Linked DNA regions of Mus musculus: regions 1, 2, 4 and 5 are each linked to region 3. Evidence: chromatin contacts called from public promoter capture Hi-C data. All regions are on one chromosome and are shown on one strand. The core of a region is the stretch at or near the end of the contact, and the rest is flanking DNA. Distances in the headings are between cores, read along the strand shown.

Region 1 (2,700 bases), core at 48-2,547, 960 kb before region 3:
AATGCCCCCTGAGAGCAGCTTGATAGAGGCCTGTTTTTAGACCTAGTGGCTGGTTGTAAATCAGGGGAGTGTCCTTTGTTATGGTTTGGAACCATATTTCAGGACAATCCTAGTCAACAAACATGTGTATCCTAGCATCTTAATCTCTAACAGGTCTGGTTAGCATACTACTTCTCTGTAGGAAGTCTTAGCTTGATAGCCGGGCGGTGGTGGCTCACGCCTTTAATACCAGCACTTAGGAGGTAGAGGCAGGCAGATTTCTGAGTTCGAGGCCAGCCTGGTCTACAAAGTGAGTTCCAGGACAGCCAGAGCTACACAGAGAAACCCTGTCTCGAAAAAGCAAAGAAAAAAAAATTATTTGATATCACTTACTCTTTCTAAGCACTGGTAACTACTTCACATCATCTTCTACATTACAGCTAGATATTGGAGTGCTGCTACACAGCACTTGAGATACCTTGTACAACCTCCACAAGATTAACTCCAAATGGATCTTACACCTAAATGTTAAATGCTAAGAACTTGTAGAAGACACTAGAGAAACTAGGGCTATCCAAGTTTGTCTTCCTGCCAAGGATGTTTCTACACAGAAGACCCTGCTTCAAATGCACTGATCCAGCCTCCAAAGTGAAGTAATTCTGAGGCCACCACGAGGTCCAGGGAGTGACTAGAGACCAGAGGGGGTGCAACAGGCTGCCGCTTCCCACTCAGCCCCAGGAAGGACCTACCACTCCAGCTCCCAGCTGCTCAGTCGCCTGCTTCTCCCCTTTGCAGACTATGACCTTGCGCTCACAATATCAAGATTTTGGATCTTGTCTGATTTCCCCTCACAGCATCCAGCAGCAGCACACAGAGCACAGCACACCAGATCAGTCAAACCTGCTCAGCTACAGAACGGAACCTGCAGCAGGGCACCCCGGGGGAGCTGGGGGGGGGGGGGAGACCCTCCTCCTCTTCTGACTGGCAGGTGTGCCTGCAGGCCCTGATTGACCAACAAGTCTTGAACATCTTGAGTACCTCCGTTAGGGTTGGAGCGTGCTGAAGTGTCCAGGGCCAGACCATTTCCAGATATACAAAGATCCGCATTTCCAAAGTCCTTGTGCCTTCCCACCCAGCCTCTGGGGAGGACCCACCACTCTCACTCCGGCTGCTCTTCCCCTTGCCGTGGGGAAGTGACCCTGCTCTCACCATGCCGTGACTGCAGAGCTTGCCTGAGCTCTCCTAGCCGCACCAAACAGCAGTACACAGAGCACGTCACACGGAACCGTTCGAGCTTCTCAGCGGCGGAGCTGGACTTGCAGTATGGCACCCGGAAGAACCCGCCTCTTCTGACTGAGAGGCCTTCCTGGAGAACCTGATTGGCCAATGAGTCTTGAGTGACAGGAACACATCCCTTTGGGTTAGAGTGTGTTAAAGAGACAGAGCATAGTGGTTCCTGGGCCAGGCTTCCACGCCGAGGACCGACCTTTCCCAGATATGCAGAGATTCGCATTTCAATAGCACTTTTTCTTGTCCTCCAATAGCTACCACAGCCAGCCCTTAGGGAGGCCCTGCCACGGACCACCCCAGTCGGGTATGAGGGTTCCTGGGAAGAGGATCCTCGAAGGCTAGGTGGGTAAGGATTTGGCGGTGACAAAACAAACACAGAGGCAGTTTGAATCTGAATATATTTTGCAGTCCTCATGCAAGGGTTTTTATGCATAAAGAAACAAATATTACAACTCTGAGCAGATGTGTTCAGTGAAGCAGTCAGATAGAACATATATCATCATAGTCATTTGGCACAATAAAATACAGAATCATCCAAGAATTACAACTTCTCAAAAAGTGTGTTCATTGACGCAATCACGGATAGAACAGGTAATGAAAGAACTCAGTGGGGAAACCCCCACTCAGCTCCCGATTCGGCGTGCACCCAAGAATCGCGAATAGAACACAACACCTTGATGTAACAACAAGAGGTTTTTTAATGGCGGAGCTCCGGGTCGAAACGTATCTCACACAACAGGAGACAGTGGATTCGACCACGAGGCTTGGAAGCTAGGGGTTTTTATAGAAAAGGAGTGGGGCTGGGGGAGGAATTGGCGCGGTTTCACATGATTGGTCCATTTAAACATCAGCAGCCTGTAACATTTAACTTAGGTCAGAGGGGTGGGAGCTAGGGAGGCGATGGGCTTGCCCGGGCATGTCCTGGTCTGTTCTGCTGTGTTCTCAGCCCCAGGTTTCAAAGCTCACAAACAACTCTTTGGGCTATTTAACATACATTACATGAATTACAGTTTTATTTCCTTTCAGTAACATCATTGTTATTTGGCACAATAAAAATCATCTAAGGCTAGTGGCAAATTTCCAAGAAGAAATTAATACATTTTTAAGGTCAGTTATTGTTTAACATTTAGTACCTGATTTTTTGTAAATCTTCAAAGCATAAATTTAAACTATTTTAATTCTTTTTATTTAAAGGCTTCCTTAAACAATTTACCAAAGCCTACTTCCGATGATGTAAGACCCCGAGCAGTGACAGTAGGGGGCTTTTAACAGCTAGCTGAGGAATTGGGAGGAGTTTGGAGGAGAGTTGAGAGGAGTTGGGAGGAGATAGGAAGAGTTGGGAGGAGTTGGGAAGAGTTGGGAAGAGTTGGGAGGAGAGTTGGCTACAACTCTTTAGCCTCCTCTCTGGTGTCTATCTCCATGTCCTTGTAG
Region 2 (2,700 bases), core at 123-2,622, 840 kb before region 3:
ACACACATAGATGCACACACACATGCATACACACATTGACACCACAAGTTAGTGTACACACACACACACGTACACACACACACACACACACACACACACACACACACACGAAGGAAGGAAGGAAGCAACCAAAGTGCTGCAGCGGCAAAGTGCTTGTCTAGCATGAGGCCCTAGATTCAACCTAGCCCTTCCCCCAAATAAAATAAGGCCCCTTCCAAATTCTCAGAAGACCACCTCGGAAAGCTTCACACAGACCTTCCTCACATCTCACTTCCAAACAAGCATGAAACACAATTCTTGGGGGGAAACACAGAATTTCTAACTTACCTCTTATCACTTCACGCACCTTCCATCAGGGGTCCAGCCAGACGTCCAGGTTGCCCTGGTGTCTTTTCAACTTTCCCAGCATAGGGCAGGGTCTTCCTCTCAAGACACAATCAGATGGCTGTTGCTTGCTGCCTTAAACATCCCTTGTACACACAGCCCGGAGGATGGAGCTGTGGGCTCCTCATTGTCTTCCAAGCCCTGGTCAACCACTCCCTACCTCCTTTCTTCCCTGTATACACTCCAGCCTCTTTTCTGGTCTGCAAATACACCAGCCTGGCCATTTCCCTAGGATTTTGTGGCCTGGGCCCAGAAAGCTCTCCATAGCAGGTGCCCTCATGACAGGCTGCCCCTTTCCCTCAGACACCATAGGCTTCCTCACAACACTTCAACCTCCTTCCTCCAGGATTTGGATAGTGCTCTACACACTCCCTTGTTTCCCAGAGGCTGGGTCTACGTGGTTCCCGAATCTCTGTGTCTGCGGCCTTCGGCCTTCGCCTGTCGGGTCGGTAGCACCCAGCAGGCGCTCCGTACAAATTCTCTAGTGACAGACATTCCTGTGGCGCAGTGCCTGTTCACATGTCCGGATTCCCCACGTCACGACAACCCCCATTCTCTCCCGCGCGTTTTCTATTCATGTCCACCACCTGCACCTGCTCCATGGGGGCACCACAGCTCTCAGATCAGAATGCAACCTGATCCCCGACCAGATGGGAAACTCTGAGAAATACCTTGTCGGAGAAATGATGGGAAACTAAATGACTGTTTTGGCTCCGAGCCGGACTGCTCTTAGCCCTGGAGGAGAGGAATGTTTCGAGGGTATCTACTAGGGCGGCGCCCCCAGAGAGGGGTGATTGCTTACCTGGAGGTTCAGAAAGCAAGATGCAGGCCGAGGCGGTGCGGAGATCAGCTAATCCGAAGATGCCTTAGACAAGCCGCAGACCGCTCTGGGCCGAGAAACTCCTCGCTACAGAGCCTCCACCCGCGAGGGAGGAAATAGGACCGGAGGGGGCCTCCGGGAGGAGTTTGATGGGGCCTTGGGCGTGGTCTGAGCAGGGGAAAAGGGCGTGGCTTCAGTGCGGTCGGGCCCAGTGGGCCAAAGAACCGCTTGGTCCAAAACCCTGAGTCCTAAACTGCCCAACCGGCGGCCTGGCCTCGCCCCCACGCCACCAGGCCCCTCCCTAGACCCCCACCTTATAGTCGTTTGTCTCCTCCAGACCCCGCCCTGAGCCCCTAATCCTGCACCTTGGGACCCTCCCTCCAGCCTCGCCCTAGACTATTACCAGCTCCTTCAGTTTCCAGGCCCCGCCCACAGCCCCCTACCCGCCGCCGCCACCAGGACCCGCCCCCAACTCCACTCAACCTCTGGTCTGCTACTCCTCACCCCAATCCCTGCTTTCAGCCTCTTCCTCTAACTGGCAAGGCCTGGTCCCCAGCCCAGTCCAGCCTTATCAGGCCCCGCCCCGACCGGAGGCTGTTGTGGGCACCTGGCCTTTCTCCAGCCATGCTGTAGGTTTCTGCAGAGCATATCTCTGACGTTTTAACCCAGCAGCGTCTACTAGGCACTCTCTCTGGATCTTGTTTTCCAGTTCTAGGTCTCTTCTTTGTGATGCTCTGGCTTGTCTTTCTGCCTGCACTCTGTTTCTCAGATGCACTGCTAGGCTCTGCAAAGGAAGCTTGGATCGTTCTGCAGGCCTCAGCACCCCAGGGCATCAGTACTTGGAGTCGGTCAGACCAACCTAGAGGATTGCTGGGCCTGGGCCCACCAAGAAGCTGTCCACAGGATTGAAAAGGAGAAGGGAGATTACATTAATATGTCGGCTATGGTTTTGTGAGGTGCAAAGATCAGGCAAGATCTGAGAGATTAAGCTGAGATACAAGTCAGAGTGGGTGATAGCTGTTTCCACTGTTTGACCTAGGATAATGCAGGAGGATGTTGGCCTCTCCTTGCCTAGTACAACCAGAGGAAAGACAATTCTAGGGCAAGCAGTTAGAAGAGACTTCTAATAACTTGTCATCTTTGTAAAAGAGAATATAATATAAGGACATCAAGCCTAGCTCAGAAGGTAGACTGCTTGTCTAGTATACAGGTGTCCCTGAGTTTGATAAGCCAAGGGTGATATATAGACCAGATGCCAATGTGAAAGAGGAAAGTCACACAGGGTATTCCCAAGCACTTAGACCATGGGAGCCACTTATCTTGATAGTGACATGGAAATACAAGCCAGAGGTCCACAGAGAAGTGGAGGATTTGAGTGTACAAGGGTCATGGAGAAATGTTCAGTGGAAGTTACAACCAAAGTTGGATGGCTGAAGAAGAGTGGGGTGTCAGCTTTTTACTTGCATGCCTAGGCCTGCTCCACAGTCTGGAAGTAG
Region 3 (2,700 bases), core at 11-2,510:
TTTCAGAACTTCCAGAAAGTCTGAACAACAGAGTTTGCACTCACCTTCTGGGCAGGAGGCCAACTTCCCTCTGGAGGAGACTGTCCAGCAATTTAAGCCAATGTTCTTTATTGCATTTGGAACTGCAGAAGGGAAGATTGAAGGGGTAATCCAGCTGCATCTTTGCAGGGGGCGATCTTTGGGTTTGACACTGACAGTGAGGTCAAATTCTTCTCAGCAGAGTGAGAAGGTGACTTATAGCTAAAGAGTTTGACTCACAAGTGGGAGGATCAGAGCCAAGATCCCCAGAACCCATTTAGAAGCTAGGCATGCATGGTGTAGGGGCACCCATAATCCCAGCCTCCAGGAGGCAGACAGACATGGAGTCCCCAGAACAAGATGGCTAACTAGACTACCACAAACCCACAAGCCCTGGGTTCAGCTGAGAGATTCTGTCTCAACAAAGCAGAGGTGGAATGATAACACTACACCAACTTCAATTCTCCATATGCCTATGCACACACAAGCTCCTTCACATATGTGCACCACATATATAAACACACATACACAGACATGGACAGCACACGTTCACGGTAAAATATTTTGCTCACACCTGTACTCCAAACACTCAGGAGGCTGAGGCAAGAGGGTCAGGCACTGGGGGCTCAGCTCCATGGACCACAGTGTGGGGCCTTTTGGAGTGAGGGGAGGTTTGGAGGTGATGGTTGGAAGAAGCTAAGTTGTGGGGTGAACCATGATCAAGGTAGGTCAGGATGAATTTGGGTTGGAACAGGGTGAGGCTGAGGCTGAGGGTAGCCTTGTAGCTGGGCGGGTCTGTTCCCCATCAGGGATAAGTCTGTAAGGCCCTCGGCAAGGTTGGATGGGGGCGAAGGGGGGATCCTCACACAGGGAGTTGAAGTCTTGTTTGATCTTCTTGTCGATGGCTTCATCGATGGGACACAGTGGCATGCTGGAGCCCAGCAGTTCAGGGACAAGGAAGAAAAGGAAAAGGAGGGGAAATGAAAGGTTCTTCATCCCGTGGGTACTGCAAGAGACAAGCAAGAGCCCCGCCTTAGACCAGACCCTTCCCATGCTGGGGGAGTCAGACTGCAATGTCCTTTAGTTCCTGAGGGCACACATGGATGGACATTCAGCAGCTCTGGGGCCGCCACATCAGCACTCTGACTGGGGGATGGCTATCACTTACCGTGGCAGAGGACTTAGCAGGACACAACTCAGTTCTGGGTATTAGCTCCTGTCCCACAGCTCCTTCTTGTTGACTTCTGGCCCATCCTGCCTTGGATAATAAGTACCCTGGCCCCTGGCCTTCCATTGCCACATCTGACCCCAAGAGAGGTGAACTCTAGAGGTCCCAGAGGAGGGATTTCCCTCCTGCTCAGCCCTTCCTACATTAGAAGGATTGTCTTCTCAGGACGTTGTCTGGAGATAACACCAGGGACCATGGTGGGAGGGGCAAGGCTAGGAGCCAAGACTTCACCTGTAGGGCTGGAGATGCAAACTGAGACACGGTCCCTGTGTGACCACAGCTGTCATGTATGTTTCTATGTTTGGCGGGGATATACAGTGTAGGCAAGCTCTACCAGCTAAAATCTAGTCAACTGCTCCCTTGCTGAACCACACCACCAGACCCTCACTATGGAATTCCAGCCAGGTACCCTACCTCTGAACCATGTCTCCAGCCTCTCAGTGGTATGCTCTATACAGATGGTCTACCACAGAGCTAGAGACCCAGCCCCTCTCTGGGGGCGGGGTGGGGGTGGGGCTAAGCAAGAGCTCTACCACTGAGAAAGGACCCACTGAGAAAGGAGGTTCCCAGCCATTACCCAAAACATCTCACTGGAGGAGTCTAGGCAAGAGCTCTGCTTTCTGCTTTCTGCTTTCTGCTTTCTGCTTTCTGCTTTCTGGTGCAAGGAGCAAGGGGCCTGTCCCTTTGGAAATCCCTCTTTCTCAACAAGTAATTAAAATAATAAATCTTGGGTAGTCATAGCTCCGGCCCACATACAGAATATTTATGTGTGTGAATGACTCAATAGAATCTGCCTTATCTTCTCTGTCTTTAAAAACATTATTTAGTCATTATTGCATGTGCGTGACACGTGTGGGTGTAAGTGCGTGCACGCCACAGTGTGATGTGCATACGGAGGTGAGGACAACTGGAGGTGGCTATGCAAATCCTGGGTGTTAACGTCAGGCTGTCCGGCTCTGAAGCTGTTACACTGGCCTCGATGTCTTTTAACTAGATAGGACAAAATTGAGATTAGCAGAGGAAGTTTATAAATTGGACAAATGAAAAGACTTTAATCTTTATTTAGTTATCTATCTATTTATTCATTGAATCCAAGCTCTTTTGTAAGCTATGCAAGTTTGAACTGTGTAGCCAAGAACGACCTTGAACTCCTGACCATCCTGCATTCTCGATGCTGGGGTGGCAGGGACGCACCACTGTGCATGGTTTCTGTACTTCGAGGACTTGAGCACAGGACTTTGTGCCTGCCAGGCACTCTAACTGAACTAAGCCTCCCCACCCCCACCCCGTGCAAGATTTGTCTCTTTCCTCTTCAGCATAAGTGGATTCAGGTGATGTGCTCTTCCTCCCACCTGGCTTCTGTGTTCATGCGACTTTAGTGGCCATCGCCAACATAGTACACAGCTGCTTTGGGGGTCTCCATTCCCAGGCATTGCTGGAGACCTGAGGTGAGA
Region 4 (2,700 bases), core at 200-2,699, 560 kb before region 3:
CTCCACCCACCAAGTGCTGGAATGATAGCTGCACACCACCATTCCAGGTTTATGTGTTGCTGAGGATAGAGACCAGGACTTTTTGTATGCCACAGAAATACTCTGCCAACTGAGCTACATGGCCAGCCCTGAAAATGCTCTTAATTCTAGGTCCAGCAGACCTCATTCCAGCTGCTTGCTAGCCCTCCTTCTGAAACTTTTGAAGATGTTCCTGGACTCATTTCTTTTATCTAGTTAGCACTGTGATGAGTCAATAAACCTTAAGTAGCCCAGGCGGACCCGGAACTCAGGAGCCTTCTGCCTGTATCTCTAGAGTATTGGCTGTACAGCCCAAAATGCCAACTCAATGAGCCCATATACTTCAGAGATCCCTTACAGACCAGGGTCTTGGTTTAACATCCTCTATGGGTAAGATGCCTTATAAGGCACACCTGCCCCACTGGATCCATGAGCTGGCAAACTAAACTAAAGTGACAGCTTTTAGTTGTTCAACTGGGTTGAGATACTCAGAGTGCTCTCAGTTTCTTCATACACATTTTAGAGAGTTCTCTTTCCCTCTGTAATCGTGTTTTTTGATACTCCACAAATTCAGCTCTGCCAGGAAGTTTCTGAGGACTTGACTGCCTGTGGGCCAGCAAAGTTGAGATGCTCTGCCCCACAGAAGGCAGAGCCACCATCGTGTTTCCTATTTCTCTCCCTTTCTTTCATCCCGCTATTCTTCCTCTCTCCTCTCAACTCTGGGATCTGCTGTGCATCCTCTAAGTCCAAGAGTTTGGGGCCTGGTGAGATAGCTCAGTGGGTAAAGACACTTACGGCCAAGTCTGATCACCTGGATTCTATCTCCAGGACCCACTGGTTGTAGGAGTGAACTGAGCCCTACAAGTTGTTCTTTGACTTTTACCAGTATGCAGTGACATGTGCACAAGGACACACACACACACACACACACACACACACACACACACACACACCAAATAAAATGTAATACAAAGTAACTCCCAGGGTTCTCATTCTCCCACCAACCGTATCAGGTAAGGGCTGTGAGAAAAGTCAAAGTTACAAAATAGGTGACCTGGCACAGGTGTCGCAGGACTATCTAGCCTCCATAGTCATCAAGTGCAGGAAAAGAGGACCAGGGCACACAAAATGGCTGGATTGGTTGGTGGGCCAGAGGCACAATGATCCCGCCCTACTGGTTGCCAAGGCCCAGCCTATCCCTTGTCTAGGAGAGTGTCTGTCTCCAAGTGCTAGAGAAGGGGGGTGTCGGAGCAGGTGCAAGAGCTTGAGTAGAGGACTGTGAGGGTCTTCAAGGATTCCCCCACTGAGCCTCTCGAGTTCTGTGGTTGCTAGACACGACCATTGAAATCGGCCTCTTCTGGGGTATTACAGGGAGGCAGCACCCGCACCTCCCTCGGAGGCGCGCCTCTTTTCTTAGCCCTCTCGGCACGCTCTCGGCTCTGGACCGAGAGCGAGTGCGCGCATCCTCTACTCTCCCCACCCGAAGCTGGGGGGCGGGGCCGTGGCCAAGCTCCCTAGGCTCTGTCGCTTGAAGCCCCCTCCCCTTGCCTTTTCGCTGCTCCCCGCTACTGCTCTCCGGCCCAGCCCCACCCCAAGCGACCCTGTGTGGAGCGGCTGGTGCCCAGAGGCGGAGGTGAACGCGTGCTGTGAGCAGGTGGATCGGGCGGATCGTTGGCATAGGGGACCAGACTGGGGGAGGGGTCAGCTCTTTGTCTCCCAGAGCCCGTTCGCGGGCAACAAGGCCACTCTTTTTCTCTGTGCAGGTGCCTGTGGAACCTGAGGAAGGACGCTGGCGAAGCCCCATCGGCGTGCACACTGAGGCCCCTGAATCTGGAAGCCGGAGGCATTTCCCTGTTTGCCGGATTGGTCATTTAGGTTTTCAAGAGGCGAGGGGGTAGGGGAGTGGATGTTGTTCTTGTAATAGGGCAGAGGCGGGGTCGGGGGTCGGAGGGTGGGGACTGAACAGGGCGTCTTAGCCTTGGGGATGGAGGTAGCCGTAGGACTTGAAAGCGGCCAGGTTGGTGAGCGGGTGTGGGTGCTTAGAAGAAAAACAAATCGAGGCTCTTTAGGCTGAGGTTTAGGCACCCATGGGTGGCGATGCTAGAAGGAAGCACAGGGAGGCTTCAGGATGGTTTGTAGTGATTGGTTCAGGACCTGGGATACCAAGCCTCCTGTCTTCCTCATTAGGTGCGGTATGGACAAGAGGGATAGCGTCAAATCAGGAACTGCCCCGCGAATGCCGTCTTCACGACCCCCTGGCCTTCTGACCCCTAGGCCTCCTTCTGGGTCCGCTCGACCTCCTCCCCCTGTGACCACTGCTGCCCTTCGAGTCTTGGAAGCAAACGGAGCTATGGGGCGAAGGTCCCTGGTGGAGCGAGCCCCAGGCGTCTGCAAAGCCGCTCTTCCACAGACCAGCAAAGCCGCTCTTCCACAGACCAGCAAAGCCGCTCTTCCACAGACCAGCAAAGCAGCTCTTCCACAGACCAGCAAAGCAGCTCTTCCACAGACCACTATTCACGGGGCACCAGCGCGCAGTGCTGGGGCAGGTCCTCGTAGCCCAGGTACTCAGCTTTATTTGTGACCTCCATCTGCACTCTGCTTACCTTCTCTCTTCCTTCTTAGATACTCCTCTTTTTCAGAAGTACCACTGATTTTTGTCTTCTCCCTGAAGCCAACAGGCCC
Region 5 (2,700 bases), core at 91-2,590, 600 kb before region 3:
GGCAAGATGATGGAGCAGGGCCCAGTGCTGATCGTTACCTTTCAGGCCCAGGTGGTGATGGTGATCAAGAACTCCAAAGGCGAGGTGTATGATGGTGACCCGGTGAGTGGTAATCAAGGGAATGGAGGTTTGGGAGTGCTTCTCACATACAGGGCCCTGTGCATTGCACGCCTCCCCAGCACAGAGCCAGGCAGAAGCACCACAAGTACGAATTGAGAGCTTTTTGAAGTCAGAGCACCGTTTCATCTGACCACTGACCAGAGCCAGCAGCCCGGGAACCCCTTCCCTGTCCCCCTCAGTAGCCCTTCTTTCTGTACACCCACCAAGCCTGACCCCTCACCCTGCCCGGTCTTCACAGGACAAGGTGCAGCGAATGCTGTACGTGTGGGCACTCTGCAGAGACCAGGAGGAGCTCAACCCTTATGCTGCCTGGCGCCTTCTGGACATCTCAGCCTCCAGCACAGAGCAGATCCTCTGAGGGCAGCAATGGAGTCTAGGCAGCTCGAGGCTAGACCATCATGGGACAGACACACAGAGACACTTTGCCACATCTGATACAGCTGTGAACAAGCTTCTGCCCCAAGTTCTTCAGGGCAGCTGTGAAACCAGCTGGACAAGGGAAGAGCTTGGGGTGTCTAGCAGGATGGGGACTGTCTCCCAGTGCGTCCGTCACAGGGGTTGCTGGCAGTGTCAGAAGGCCCCAGCCCAGGACTCCTGTCGGGTGAGGCCTGGCCTGCTGTTCTAAGTAGTCCACTGGCATTGCCTTCCAAGCCACTTTAGGTCCTTTTGTTTTGTTTTGTTTTTGTTTTTAAATCAGTGCTCTTACTTCCTGTACATAAGCCTAAGATCTGGACCTAATAAAACACCAAAGCGCAGAAGAGCAGTTTGAACGGTTTGAAGTGTACCTCTCTGCTGGGAAGGCTGGGACTGAGGGCCTGTCAGAGACCTAGGTCAGTGAAGGATTGTAGCCAGAGAGAGTGCTGCTTTCTCGGGCCAACACCCTGCCCTTTTGTGGGAAGAATAAGCATCCCAGCTGTCTGGGGTCTCAGTTGAATTCGGGGTTCCCTAAGGCTTCGGGGCTTAACTAACAGAGACTGGGGTAAGGGGTTGCCCGGGAAGAATACGGATACAGACACCGAGGTTAGGAGAGGCTTCCGTGGGAGAGGCGTAAATGCCCATGTCCTGGCGAGGTCCTGGGTGCTCTAGGAGCTGGAAGCTGAGGCTGTCTGGGCTGGCACAGCGGTGGGAAGGTTCAGCCTTCCGATAGGCAGGCCGGGGCGGGGTCACAAGCCCAGGCACCGCTCCTAACACAGCCACCACCCCCTCGCAGCCCCGCCCTCGTCGCCATGGGAACAGCCGCGGCGGCTGGGCTGGCGCGCGGCTCTCCTTCCTCCCTCGGTCTCCACCGCTCCAGGGGCGGGTGGGGTGGGCTGAGCCGGGGCTGCCACAGCCTCCGCCGCTACCACTGCCACCCGGGAAGACCAGAGCAAAGCAGCGCACGAGTTCCGAGAAAGAGAGAGAGAGAGGGGCTGCAGGGCGGCCGGTCCCCGTCTAGGACCAAGGGTGAGGGGGGCGCGTTGTAGCCCGGGAGTCGGCTACGGTGGGGGAGGGGGGTCTTGGGCCTTGGAGAACAAAGGGAGCGGGGCGGGGACCAGTTCAAACAGTGCAGCTCTGGTCTCTGTCCCAGCGCGATCGCACCTGTTGTGCGCGGGCTGGGCAGATCTAAGCTGACCTGTCCCGGCTCTCAGCGACCCCACCTGCGCGCACCGCTGGAGTTGAGTCCCCGCGTGGCTGTGGCGGCGGAGCGCACAGGCGGGGCATGGGCGTAGCCCGGAGACGACAACACGGACAGAGATGATGCTGTGGGATACAGCAAAGGGGCTACTCCAGAAGGGGTGGATGGAGGTGCAGGAAGGGCATAGCCTCATCCCCGCGGACCCCGGGGTGGGTACCCCTCTCTCCTCAGAGCGCGGCGATGTGAGCTATGAGTTCGGCGTGGACACTATCACCGGAGCCGCTGCCGCCGTCGACGGGGCCCCCGGTGGGCGCGGGCCTGGACGTCGAGCAACGCACGGTGTTCGCCTTCGTGCTCTGCCTGCTCGTGGTGTTGGTTCTGTTGATGGTGCGCTGTGTGCGCATACTGCTAGACCCCTACAGCCGCATGCCCGCCTCGTCCTGGACCGACCACAAGGAGGCGCTCGAACGCGGGCAGTTCGACTATGCGTTGGTGTGATGGGGAACCAGTCGGGGCAGGTCCTTAGGGTCATCCCCGTGGAGGGGTGCCACCAGCCTGGACTGTGCTCAGGGTTATGCCTAGATGCCCTAGCTCGAAGTTGAGGGCGTTCGGAGAAGTCCAGTCCTTACCTACCTTAGCTACCCATCTTCCTTCCTGGCCAGGCCAGAACCCCACCTGGTGCCTTTATCTACCCTGTCCCCTTCTCTCTACATACTTATCCTCATTGCTGATCCCTCAACACTGAGTCCCTGGTGAGTGAAGGACCCCGCACCAACCTCAGCTTTCCCCAACTACCAGGCATGCTACATTCTTTCCTGGAAATGCGGACACCTCTTATCTCTTATTTCTTTGTTATGGTCATCCTCAATTTCAGTGCACTCCTTGAGTCCTGGCCCTGGCAGGCAGGCTTTCTTCGACTCACATTGGACGCTGCCTACCTATAATGCACGGTACAGTTTGCCTCA

What was found. Promoter capture Hi-C pulls out the DNA fragments that hold promoters and counts their contacts.
Region 1: a promoter capture Hi-C map of liver shows a contact between it and region 3, with 4 times the contacts expected there. The contact joins the promoter of Zfp958 here to the promoter of Retn in region 3. A contact is called at or near these places in 6 of 39 promoter capture datasets (the HPC-7 cell line, hippocampal neurons, liver and 2 more), 1 of 115 datasets of contacts at active chromatin or transcription factors (embryonic stem cells) and 1 of 9 other capture datasets (liver).
Region 2: a promoter capture Hi-C map of the HPC-7 cell line shows a contact between it and region 3. The contact joins the promoter of Cers4 here to the promoter of Retn in region 3. A contact is called at or near these places in 2 of 39 promoter capture datasets (the HPC-7 cell line and pre-B cells).
Region 4: a contact with region 3 is called in a promoter capture Hi-C map of embryonic stem cells, with 9 read pairs. The contact joins the promoter of Prr36 here to the promoter of Retn in region 3. A contact is called at or near these places in 7 of 39 promoter capture datasets (the C10 cell line, the HPC-7 cell line, cranial neural crest and 3 more), 2 of 115 datasets of contacts at active chromatin or transcription factors (both in embryonic stem cells) and 1 of 9 other capture datasets (embryonic stem cells).
Region 5: a contact with region 3 is called in a promoter capture Hi-C map of embryonic stem cells. The contact joins the promoter of Ctxn1 here to the promoter of Retn in region 3. A contact is called at or near these places in 13 of 39 promoter capture datasets (the C10 cell line, the HPC-7 cell line, cranial neural crest and 5 more), 4 of 115 datasets of contacts at active chromatin or transcription factors (bone marrow-derived macrophages, embryonic stem cells and large pre-B cells) and 2 of 9 other capture datasets (embryonic stem cells and macrophages).

The regions. Positions count from the first base shown.
Region 1 is chr8:4,611,767-4,614,466 of GRCm38.p6, reverse strand. It overlaps Zfp958 (zinc finger protein 958), which reads right to left and starts at 1,297. Exons shown (of 4, transcript NM_145591.5): 1 at 1,189-1,297. The coding sequence starts at 1,191.
Region 2 is chr8:4,492,077-4,494,776 of GRCm38.p6, reverse strand. It overlaps Cers4 (ceramide synthase 4), which reads right to left and starts at 1,372. Exons shown (of 11, transcript NM_026058.4): 1 at 1,187-1,372.
Region 3 is chr8:3,654,330-3,657,029 of GRCm38.p6, reverse strand. Retn (resistin) reads right to left here and starts at 1,260. Exons shown (of 5, transcript NM_001204959.1): 1 at 1,187-1,260; 2 at 885-1,024; 3 at 45-122. The coding sequence starts at 1,014.
Region 4 is chr8:4,216,061-4,218,760 of GRCm38.p6, reverse strand. Prr36 (proline rich 36) reads left to right here and starts at 1,449. Exons shown (of 7, transcript NM_207203.2): 1 at 1,449-1,672; 2 at 1,782-1,893; 3 at 2,206-2,579; 4 at 2,690-2,700. The coding sequence starts at 2,213.
Region 5 is chr8:4,257,914-4,260,613 of GRCm38.p6, reverse strand. Ctxn1 (cortexin 1) reads left to right here and starts at 1,340. Exons shown (of 2, transcript NM_183315.2): 1 at 1,340-1,563; 2 at 1,967-2,700. The coding sequence starts at 1,985. The coding sequence ends at 2,233. It overlaps Timm44 (translocase of inner mitochondrial membrane 44), which reads left to right. Exons shown (of 13, transcript NM_011592.2): 12 at 1-102; 13 at 359-883. The coding sequence ends at 478.